2 separate regions of the Sus scrofa genome follow, and region 2 is linked to region 1. Evidence: chromatin contacts called from public HiChIP or PLAC-seq data. All regions are on one chromosome and are shown on one strand. Each heading gives the region's core, a stretch centred on a gene start, on an enhancer-like site or on the middle of the called end of the contact. The rest is flanking DNA. Distances are from core to core; before and after follow the strand shown. Region 1 holds the start of RPS4X (ribosomal protein S4, X-linked). Region 2 holds the start of PHKA1 (phosphorylase b kinase regulatory subunit alpha, skeletal muscle isoform).

Region 1 (4,627 bases), core at 642-3,141:
CGGTCATGCTATGTTTCTGAGACTGATAAAAGTTGTATTTAATACAACTACCTTTTCAGAGAAGGAGTTCAGGAGCCATGAAGTGCCCATCACTAACCACTTACCCATAAAACCAGCGGGGTAGGTTATATCAGTGCGGACCTTGCCGTCTATCTTAATGAAACGCTGCATGCATATCTTCTTTACTTCATCTCCTGTTAGGGCATACTTAAGTCTGTTCCTTAGGAAAATAATGAGGGGGAGACATTCCCTCAACTTGTGGGGACCAGTAGATGGACGAGGAGCCTGTAAAACGATTTTTTAAAAAAATCTCATTGTTGGGATTCACTCAAACCACCTCTCAAGTCCTGCAATCCACCACTGTCACCCCCTCAATTTGAGTAAACAAGAGAGGCCTTCAAGGCCCACAAAACTATTCCAGACCTCCAAGTTTTCCAGCATTTCCCCTTTCAGAGGACCAGACCTGTTAATATTTGAAGTCCTGCATCTACCCAAATTGTGGTATACGGAATGAGGCACAGAATTATTATGCTACAGTAAGGTAGGGTGCAGCTAGATACACAGGGCCTTCAAGAACAGACAAGTCTTCCTCTAGTTCTGCCCCCCCCCCCCCAAAAAAATGACTTTTGGGAGGCACTGCAGGGAACATTTTTTTGGACATGGTAATCAGGGATGCTTGGCACATAAAGGAACAATATAAAGCGTGTCTCTTAAATACGTCAATTTTATCTCAATAAAATTGTGAAAGATGTCCCTTAAGATACTTACAAACACACCGGTCAGTTTATCCAGCATCCAATGCTTTGGAGCTGCTACGCGCTTCAGATGTTTCTTGGGACCACGAGCCTGAAAGAGTTTCAAAGTTGTAAATTTTAATACTGTTAAATGGTTTCAGGTCTTATAAGCCATCCTTGAAAGAAGAGCGAGTCTGTTTCCTCTTCAACAAAATGTGGACAATGTTAAAAACAAACAAACAAAAAAAAAGCATAAAGCCACGTGATAAAAGGCAGAAGCGAATGCATACACAGTATCTAGCAAATACTATAGGTTCCATAAACCATAGTCAACTTTCTTACTGTACAAAAAGAATACTAAGTGATTACTGTCTCTCAAAACAGCATTTCATGTTACTAAGTATCTACATGTTACTGTTTCCAAGCGCCTGATTCTAGAGGCTGTCTTTTTCGAGGAGAGTATGTTGGTGAAATAGCCTGGGGTGGACCTCGTGGCGCACAACCGGCCAGCAACAGAAAACGGACCAGAACTCAATCTGTGCTTCTACTTATCCAACTGAGCATTTCTGGTTTTTTAAGTATTTGATGCGAGATTTAATCTGACCTCGGCACAACCACGTGCCAATAGCTGCTTCCTCGAACTCTGAAAGTGAGTTTTTCACCTTAGAATGCGGAAGCCTCTGTAATATTACTTACTGGCCACACTACCTAAAGTCATGAAGTCAGGCCGTACCAAAAACACAGCAAAAAGTTTCTCCACCCGCCCGAGGCCTGACGTCTGTCCTCCGGGGCCAGCCTGGGCTCCGGTCTGGGAAGCAAGACGCTCCTCCCAAGGCCGCAGGATCCGTGGCCGGGTGTGGCCGGCCCGAAGACAGAGGCCTTCCCGCCAGCGGCATCGATCTCCAACTCCCCAACCCCCATCCCCGGGCCGGCCGGGGACCCGCGTTCGCCTTCGCTCTCGAGCCCCCCTAGGCCCACCCCGCCTGCTGCTCTCCCTTCGTTTCCGCCCGGCGACCCCCTGCGGGAGCCCCGCAACCCCGGGCAGCCCCAGCCCTGGGAGGATGGAGGCTGATGGGTCCCAAGAGCTCCCCAAGAAGCCACCTTACCATGGCTGCGCTAGGCACGAAAAGAGGTCCGCCTCCTTCCGGCGCGCGGAGAAAAGAAGGTCCGCGGCTGCGCGCGCCGGAACCTCGGACGCTCCTCCCAGCTCCGCCCCTTCGTGGCGCGCGGGGAGGCTATCTTGCCACCTGCTGGTGGGAGGTCAGAGGTCCCGAGCTTGGGAACCTCCACCGAAAAAAGGGGTGTCTCCCAAGGACGATTTCCTCCCTCCCCTTTCCCGCCCTCCCCGCTCGGGTATTTGCTGAGCGTCTTTGGGGCGCATGATTCTGTGTTAGGTGCTGGACAAAGGTGCACTAGGCAAGCTCCCTGCCTTCGAGGAGAGGAAAAAGTGAGGCTACTAGTTCTACCTACACATGATCCTATTATCAGTAGAATATATTGAGATAAACAAGGTCCTACTCTATAGCACAAGGAACTATATGTAATATTTTGTCATAAACTATAAAGGAAAATAATCTGAAAAAGAATATAGATATAAAGAATATATATACATATATAGACAATATATATACATATACACATATGTAACTGAATCTCTTTGCTGTACACCTGAAACTAAGACAACATTGTAAATCAACTAACTATTCTTCAGTTAAAAAAGGATAGGCGGGAGTTCCCGTCGTGGCGCAGTGGTTAACGAATCCGACTAGGAACCATGAGGTCGCGGGTTCGGTCCCTGCCCTTGCTCAGTGGGTTAACGATCTGGCGTTGCCGTGAGCTGTGGTGTAGGTTGCAGACGCGGCTCGGATCCCGCGTTGCTGTGGCTCTGGCATAGGCCGATGGCTACAGCTCCGATAGACCCCTAGCCTGGGAACCTCCATATGCCGCGGAAGCGGCCCAAGAGATAGCAACAACAACAACAAAAAGACAAAAGACAAAAAAAAAAAAAAAAAAAAGGATAGGCGGTCTCAACAGTGGCACAGTTTTGGGTGGCAGCTGTAGCTCAGATTCAATCCTCTGCCTGGGAACTTCCTTACGCAACAGGTGCGGCCATATAAATAAATAAATAAGGAGTTCTCTTGTGGCGAATCGGGTTAATGATCTGATCTGGCATCATCACTACTGAAGCAGATCCGGTTGCTGCTGTGGTGCAGGTTTTTGTTTTTTTTTTGGGGGGGGTTGTCTTTTTGCCTTTTCTAGGGCCGCTCCTGCGGCACATGGAGGTTCCCAGGCTAGGGGTCTAATTAGAGCTGTAGCCCCCAGGCTACTCCACAGCCACAGCAATGCGGGGTCCAAGCCGCATCTGCAACCTACACCGCAGCTCAGGGCAATGCCAGATCCTTAACCCACTGAGCAAGGCCAGGGATCGAACCTGCAACCTCATGGTTCCTAGTCAGATTCGTTAACCACTGAGCCACGACGGGAACTCCTAAAAACACATTAAAATAAATATTCAATATTATTTATTAAGCGTATTTTTTCTGTTCCTTCTTCCAAGTTCCCTCGAGCCAGCCAACCTGCCCATACTATTGGGAAGAGCCAATGTTTTTTCCCTCCAGCTTCTCTGCAGATTGCCAAGGGGGTGCAGCCTAGGGGGTGGGAGGGTAGGATCTCTGTTTGAACTCTACCCCTCGATTTCTGCACAACACATGTGGCATTTATCATAAAGTCTCAGGAAAGAGAGGGGACATTAGAGACCATCCAGTTATCTGAGACTTAGATCTGATCATGTTATTTCCCTACTTTGAAACTGCCCTTGGGCCTCCTGCCTGATGCCTCAGGTCCCTCTGCCTGTCACTTGCCACTTCCTTAACTTGGACACCCTTTGCTCCCTTACGCTATCCCAAACCTCAAAGCTTAGGCCACTCCAAGGTGCTACTGCTCTGAGAAAGCTGCCTTTTACAAGTTGGCGGACCTGATGATCCCCTCAGCTTGGAAATGCATGGGAAACCCAACCCTCTTCCTGGGCACCTAATCCTGCTTGTCAGCTCAGGTCCCTCTAGCTCTGTGAGCCCTGGCTTTGCTCTGGCAGGGTCAGTGCCACATTCTTTTGCCCCAGAGCCCTCTATTCAAACTGTACGACAACACTATACCACATTGGGTTGGTAATGACTAGCTTCCCTGTTGTCCTCCACTAGGCTGTGAGCATTTCCATGAAAGAGCCTGCTCCAATTCATCTGGGCAGGCCCTTTGCCACCTAACAGAGAGCTTAGTCGCTGGGGCCAGCACTTGGTAAATACTTGTCGAATGAATGGCATCAACATGCCACTCATTGTGCTGAGTCTCACTACACTCTCCAAAAGAGCATCCAGCCTCTGCCTGAACTCCTTCCACTTCCCCACCATGGAATCAAGCTTCTCCTAACCCAGGAGGTTCCATCTTATGTGTCCCAGTCGGCCCTCCACTTGGCCCCTCAGCAGTCTGCCAAGGAGCAAGAGAGGGGAAAAAAACAACTCTTTTCAATCAGACAGTATTCAGTAGGAGGGCAGGCGTTCCTCTTTGTCTAAACTGGGCCCATAGTAAAGCATGCTATAGAAGATTATTGGAAAGTATTGGGAAGAAGGGGCAATTGGTTGGAGGTGAGGATTAGAGAGGGAGTGAAGGTGACGAGACAATAGAAGGGGCTTTGTGAGGTTTTCAGTCTGAGGAAACTGGGAAGATGGTGGTGCCGCTAACAGAAATGATGGGAGTTCATTTGGGAGGGAGGCATGACCATGGACTTCAGCTTGAGATGATAGGAGAAAATGGTTGGTTTAGAGCTCCAGATTTCACTTAAGATCACGGAGCCAGTTGCAGGGTGGAGAGGGAAGGGTTGGGGAGGCTGGTCTCTCGCC
Region 2 (4,627 bases), core at 1,436-3,935, 430 kb after region 1:
TAATTATTTTTGGTGGACCTAAGTACCTCTCAATAATAGCTTGAGGGAATAACAAATACCTACTTTTGCAGAGGACAACAGTGAAAATTCCCTATTGCCTAGGACTGTAGCCCTATAATATGCTGTTGTCCTTAAAAACAAGTAAATCTCAATATTCTGATTTATAGATGAAGAATGGAGCTCAGATTGTCTAAGTTGACGGAGACCATGTGAGAAAATGACTGGTGTGGAGAGAATCTTTCCCACTAGTGGAAAAGAATTCACATATACCTTAAAACTGACAGCAGAGTATCTCAACATTACGAGTCCCATGTAGCCCAGAATGTTATTTTCTTGGTCATTCAAGCAGATGTAGCACCTGTGTCTAAACAGTTCTATAGAGGATGCTTCTTTACGGGGGGAGGGCCTTAAAAGTTGGCTTAAAGGCATCTGCTGACTCTAGCCTTATTTTGTTCCAGAAGGATGGGGTGAAGTGGGCATGAGTGGGGTGGTGGTGGGGTGGACTTACAACAGACTCTGAAACAGTGACCAAAGGTGTAAACGTCAACAAATAAAGTATTTATGTCTAGTTGGGAAAGTCAGCTAATTTGTATCAGTTACGCTCATATAAATACCACCTATCATTTTCAGAAACAAAGTAAAATGGTAGATACCTGCCTCCAGACATTCTTCGCAATAAGAATAAATATGCTGGAGACTGCAAAATACATTACTTGGAAAGAGGATTACAGACTTTTAGCAAAGACCTGAGGATAGGATTTTCTACTGTAAGAGAACAGACTGTGCCCTCTCCCCCTGAATCAGCAAGTTTCAAGTTTTCACTGCAAAAAAAAAAATTTCAGTACAATACAGGAAAGCTCTTTGGAATGTAATTTCAGCAAGGTGAAGAAAGAGGGAAAAAGGCAAAGGACACTTCTCTTAGCTTCTGTGGACTACATTTCCTTCCATTCCTGCCCCTCCTCCCTCCAGCTCCAGATCTCTTTGTATTTTTATCCTGAGTACCTGCTCCAGTTCATAGGCCTTTGCTTTATCCTCATCCCGGTCTGCATTCTTTCTATAGGCCAGGCCCAGACCCCATACAGCCAAGATGCTGTACACGTTATCCCGGACCCAGGCATCTTTCTGATCAAAGCTGGCTGGAAGCAAACCAGTCACTGGATTCTGTAAAGACAAGAAAAAGGGACAGGCAGGTAACCATAGGGTGTTAATAATGAGGAAAGAGAATCTTTCAAATGGGTACTCAGGGACTTTGATTTTCCCTCTAGTTCCTCATTCCTAAGTTTTATAATCTTCTCTTCTTCTAAGTGCAAGCATGTATCTCAAAAAAGAGGAAAGAGCTGGCTGAAGACTTAAATCTGAAATGTGGATATTCTTAAAAGAAAGGCAGTGTTTTAACTTTTCAGTTAGAAAGAATGAACTACCAACAAAAAATCACCATTAAAAGAGTAGAAAAATTATGATTAACAATATACACATGGGGAGTTCCCGTCGTGGCTCAACGAACCCGACTAGACTAGTATCCAAGAGGAAGTGAGTTCGATCCCTGGCCTTGCTCAGTGGGTTAAAGATCTGGCATTGGGTGAGGTGTAGGTCACAGCTTTGCCTCGGATCCTGCTTTGCTGTGGCTGTGGTGTAGGCCAGTGGCTACAGTTCCAATTCAACCCCTAGCCTGGGAACTTCCATATGCTGCAGGTATGGCCCTAAAAAAGACAAAAACAAACAAAACAATATACACAGTGTACTTCAGATCTTCACCAACAGTCTAGTTTTAAGATGGCTAAAATTTCCCCTACCTCTTTTCTTCAGCGGGAGGGGAAGGAGGCAGAGCTCAAGCATGGGTCGGGGGTGGGGGGCAGTGCCAAAAAACAATCTACCCGGCATCTTTCAACTCTGGCCCCTGGAACCCAGCTGTGGTTTCGGGCACGGGGGGAACAGGGGAGTGCTCAGAAGCCATGACTCAGAACTCACAGCTAACTCTGGTTCTGTTCCTGGCCCAACACCTAGCTTTTCTTCAGGGTCCTTTACAGCCTCCCCAGCTAGGGGGAGGGAGAACCTGCAAAACACACACACACACAGCCCCCCCCCCCCCCCGCCAACACACACGGGTTCACCTAGGGTCTCCGTCCAGGCTGTCACACTCCACACCCTCCGAGTTCACAGGTGACACCCCTCCAGTTACCTGATGGCACAGGATGGTCTGATGCACTAGCCTAGCATAGCCATCTAGCCGGACCCCGGAGTTACTCCTGCTCCTCATCCCGCTCGGTTTCCAATCCTCTCAGAAACAGAGTGCCACAGGAGCCCACGGTCTATCCAAGAAAAGAGACCTCAACGCAGCTCCACCCTCGCTGTGGTAAGCTCAAGTGCCAGGCCCTATCGCTGTTCAGGCCTGGGGCGGGCTGTCCCGGCCACGACAGCCTCCGCAGCCACTACCCGCCGGCGGGCGTCCGAGCCTCTCGCAGTCCAGGGCGCCTCCGAAGTGCCTCCGGGGCCGCTTGCCGCCTTCCTCAAGTTCGTCTGGCCTCTGTGGGTGCCTTCTGCATCCTCTGCTCCACTCCTGGAGACCCGAGTGACCCGCGGCACAGTCTTCCGTGCGGCCGGCGGCAGCAGCAGGTCACCGGCCGCGACTCCGCCTCCACCTTGCGCGAAAGACAACCGGGAGGCGGGGCGGACGCCGTGGATCCCTGCAGCTGCGCGCGACGCCCGGGGACTTTCTCCGCCCCCAGGCCCTCGCCCCGCCCCTGGTGCCCCCACCGGCCCCGAGGCCGAGAATGTGTCACCGTATGCAATGTGCTATCAAGGGTTTATTTTCGAAACACCTCAAATGACTATTTCTGTTGTCCACACTTGCTGTACACACAGGATTTGGGGCAACCTGTTTCTTCTGCTGGACTAATTTTAGGAACCTATTGTAACTTCAAACCTAAAAGGAAAGAACGACCTTTTGCCTTCGGTGTCTAAAGAATTGGAATTTTCGGGTCTTTATTGTATTTTATACTTTTGACTCAAAGCTCAGATTAAACTCTTAACTCTGACCCAAAACAAAGTAGAAACAACTGCCTAAATTACTTTATTCCTTAGAAAGTGGCGAATCAGCGCGCTTGGGAAGGAGAGGGCAGTGGTGGGCTTTGAGAAAATGAGTGACCCAGGCGGGAACTGGGCTGGGAAGGAGCGGTGCTCAAGATTGCCTTGGCTGGAGAGGAGCTGGAGGAGATTCTATAGCGGCTTTGGAAGGCTCCCGCGTGCGCACGTAGGTCACAAGGCTGAGGCTGCAAAGACTCAGCTGAAAATAAAGACAGAAAGAGAAGATAGAAAATAAACCTGTAGGTAACGCTGATCACTAGCCCAGGAGTAGTCGGTCCACACCCTTCCCGGTGCCCGGCCCCAGGGTCTTTGCTCCGTCTGTTTACTGGCCCAAACCCCACATCTTGATCTCGGATTATTCAAATACTGCATGTCTTTCAAGGCAAGGCTTAAGTGCCTCCTGTTCTCGGAATCGCGAGGTAAGAGACTTAGACTGATTGACCTTTCAGGTCCAACTTAAGAATCTGCGGTTCTAAGCCTTCTTTAGCCAACTCACCAAGGCCACAGTGATTTTGCATTTTCGTTTATCTTTTTGTTTCTCTAAATTTAGTCTTTCCTCCGTTCCAACCCCCACCATCACCCCGACCCAAATTAGCGTGAAGCCTGGCACATTGGAAGTTGACTAGTAAATATTTGGTGCTGGTGATGAAGAAGGAGGGAATGCTCGAGAACTCAGATCTGGAACGTTCAACGGCCAAGTCGGTGATATAGTTAGATATGGTGATACATTTAAAATTCTCAAGCAAATAATTTCCATTGCATACACTGGCTAAGCAAATGCCATGACTGGCAAATATCAAGCTACTTTAAGGCCCAGGTGTACAAAGGGAGAAAAAGTCTTCCCGGGGAAAGCTACTTCATTTTGGAGGAAAGAGTGCTTGACTGCCCCTGTTCTTTCTAGTCCTTAACTCCCTGAAATCTCCTCCTTGGCCTGTCGCCTCAAAAGACCTTTCTCTAGCTGTGTACCCTTGAAGCTACTGCCCTCTCTTTTACTTCACCTCACCATCATTTAAAAATGTTTTTAAGGGAGTTCCTGTTGTGGCTCAGTGGAAACAAATCTGAGTAGTATCCATGAGAATGAGGGTTTGATCCCTGGCTTTGCTCAGTGGGTTAAGGATCCAGCGTTGCCATGAGCTGTGGTGTAGGTCGCTGACACAGCTTGGATCTGGTATGGCTGTGGCTGCATTGTAGGCCAGCAGCTGCAACTCCGATTCGACCCCTAGCCTGGGAATTTCCATATGCTGCAGGTGCAGCCCTAAAAAGCAAAAAACGTTTTAAAACTATTAAAGTAATATATGGTCAGTTAAGAAAATTAGGAAGGTACAGAAAAGTAAAGCAAATCACCCATAATCACTACAAACAACCACCTGTTAATATTTTAATTTTTCTAGTATTTTTATTCCTACCGCATTGAACTTCCCTACTCCCCACCCCAGTTATCCTAGATTAGGAATGCCAAAGGTAGCTGTTGCTGGATGGCATTACATTGGTGCTTTCAACCTCAATCCAGGCTGGGCCTTTCTGTCCTGCAGTCTTAGAAACT

What was found. HiChIP or PLAC-seq counts read pairs in DNA pulled down with a chosen protein or histone mark.
Region 2: an H3K27ac HiChIP or PLAC-seq map of alveolar macrophages shows a contact between it and region 1. The contact joins the promoter of PHKA1 here to the promoter of RPS4X in region 1. A contact is called at or near these places in 1 of 47 Hi-C or Micro-C datasets (liver) and 1 of 2 datasets of contacts at active chromatin or transcription factors (alveolar macrophages).

The regions. Positions count from the first base shown.
Region 1 is chrX:58,153,288-58,157,914 of Sscrofa11.1, forward strand. It overlaps RPS4X (ribosomal protein S4, X-linked), which reads right to left and starts at 1,892. Exons shown (of 7, transcript NM_001204283.1): 1 at 1,841-1,892; 2 at 769-846; 3 at 105-285. The coding sequence starts at 1,843. It also overlaps the pseudogene LOC100622164.
Region 2 is chrX:58,580,531-58,585,157 of Sscrofa11.1, forward strand. It overlaps PHKA1 (phosphorylase b kinase regulatory subunit alpha, skeletal muscle isoform), which reads right to left and starts at 2,686. Exons shown (of 32, transcript XM_021080697.1): 1 at 2,180-2,686; 2 at 1,003-1,161. The coding sequence starts at 2,257.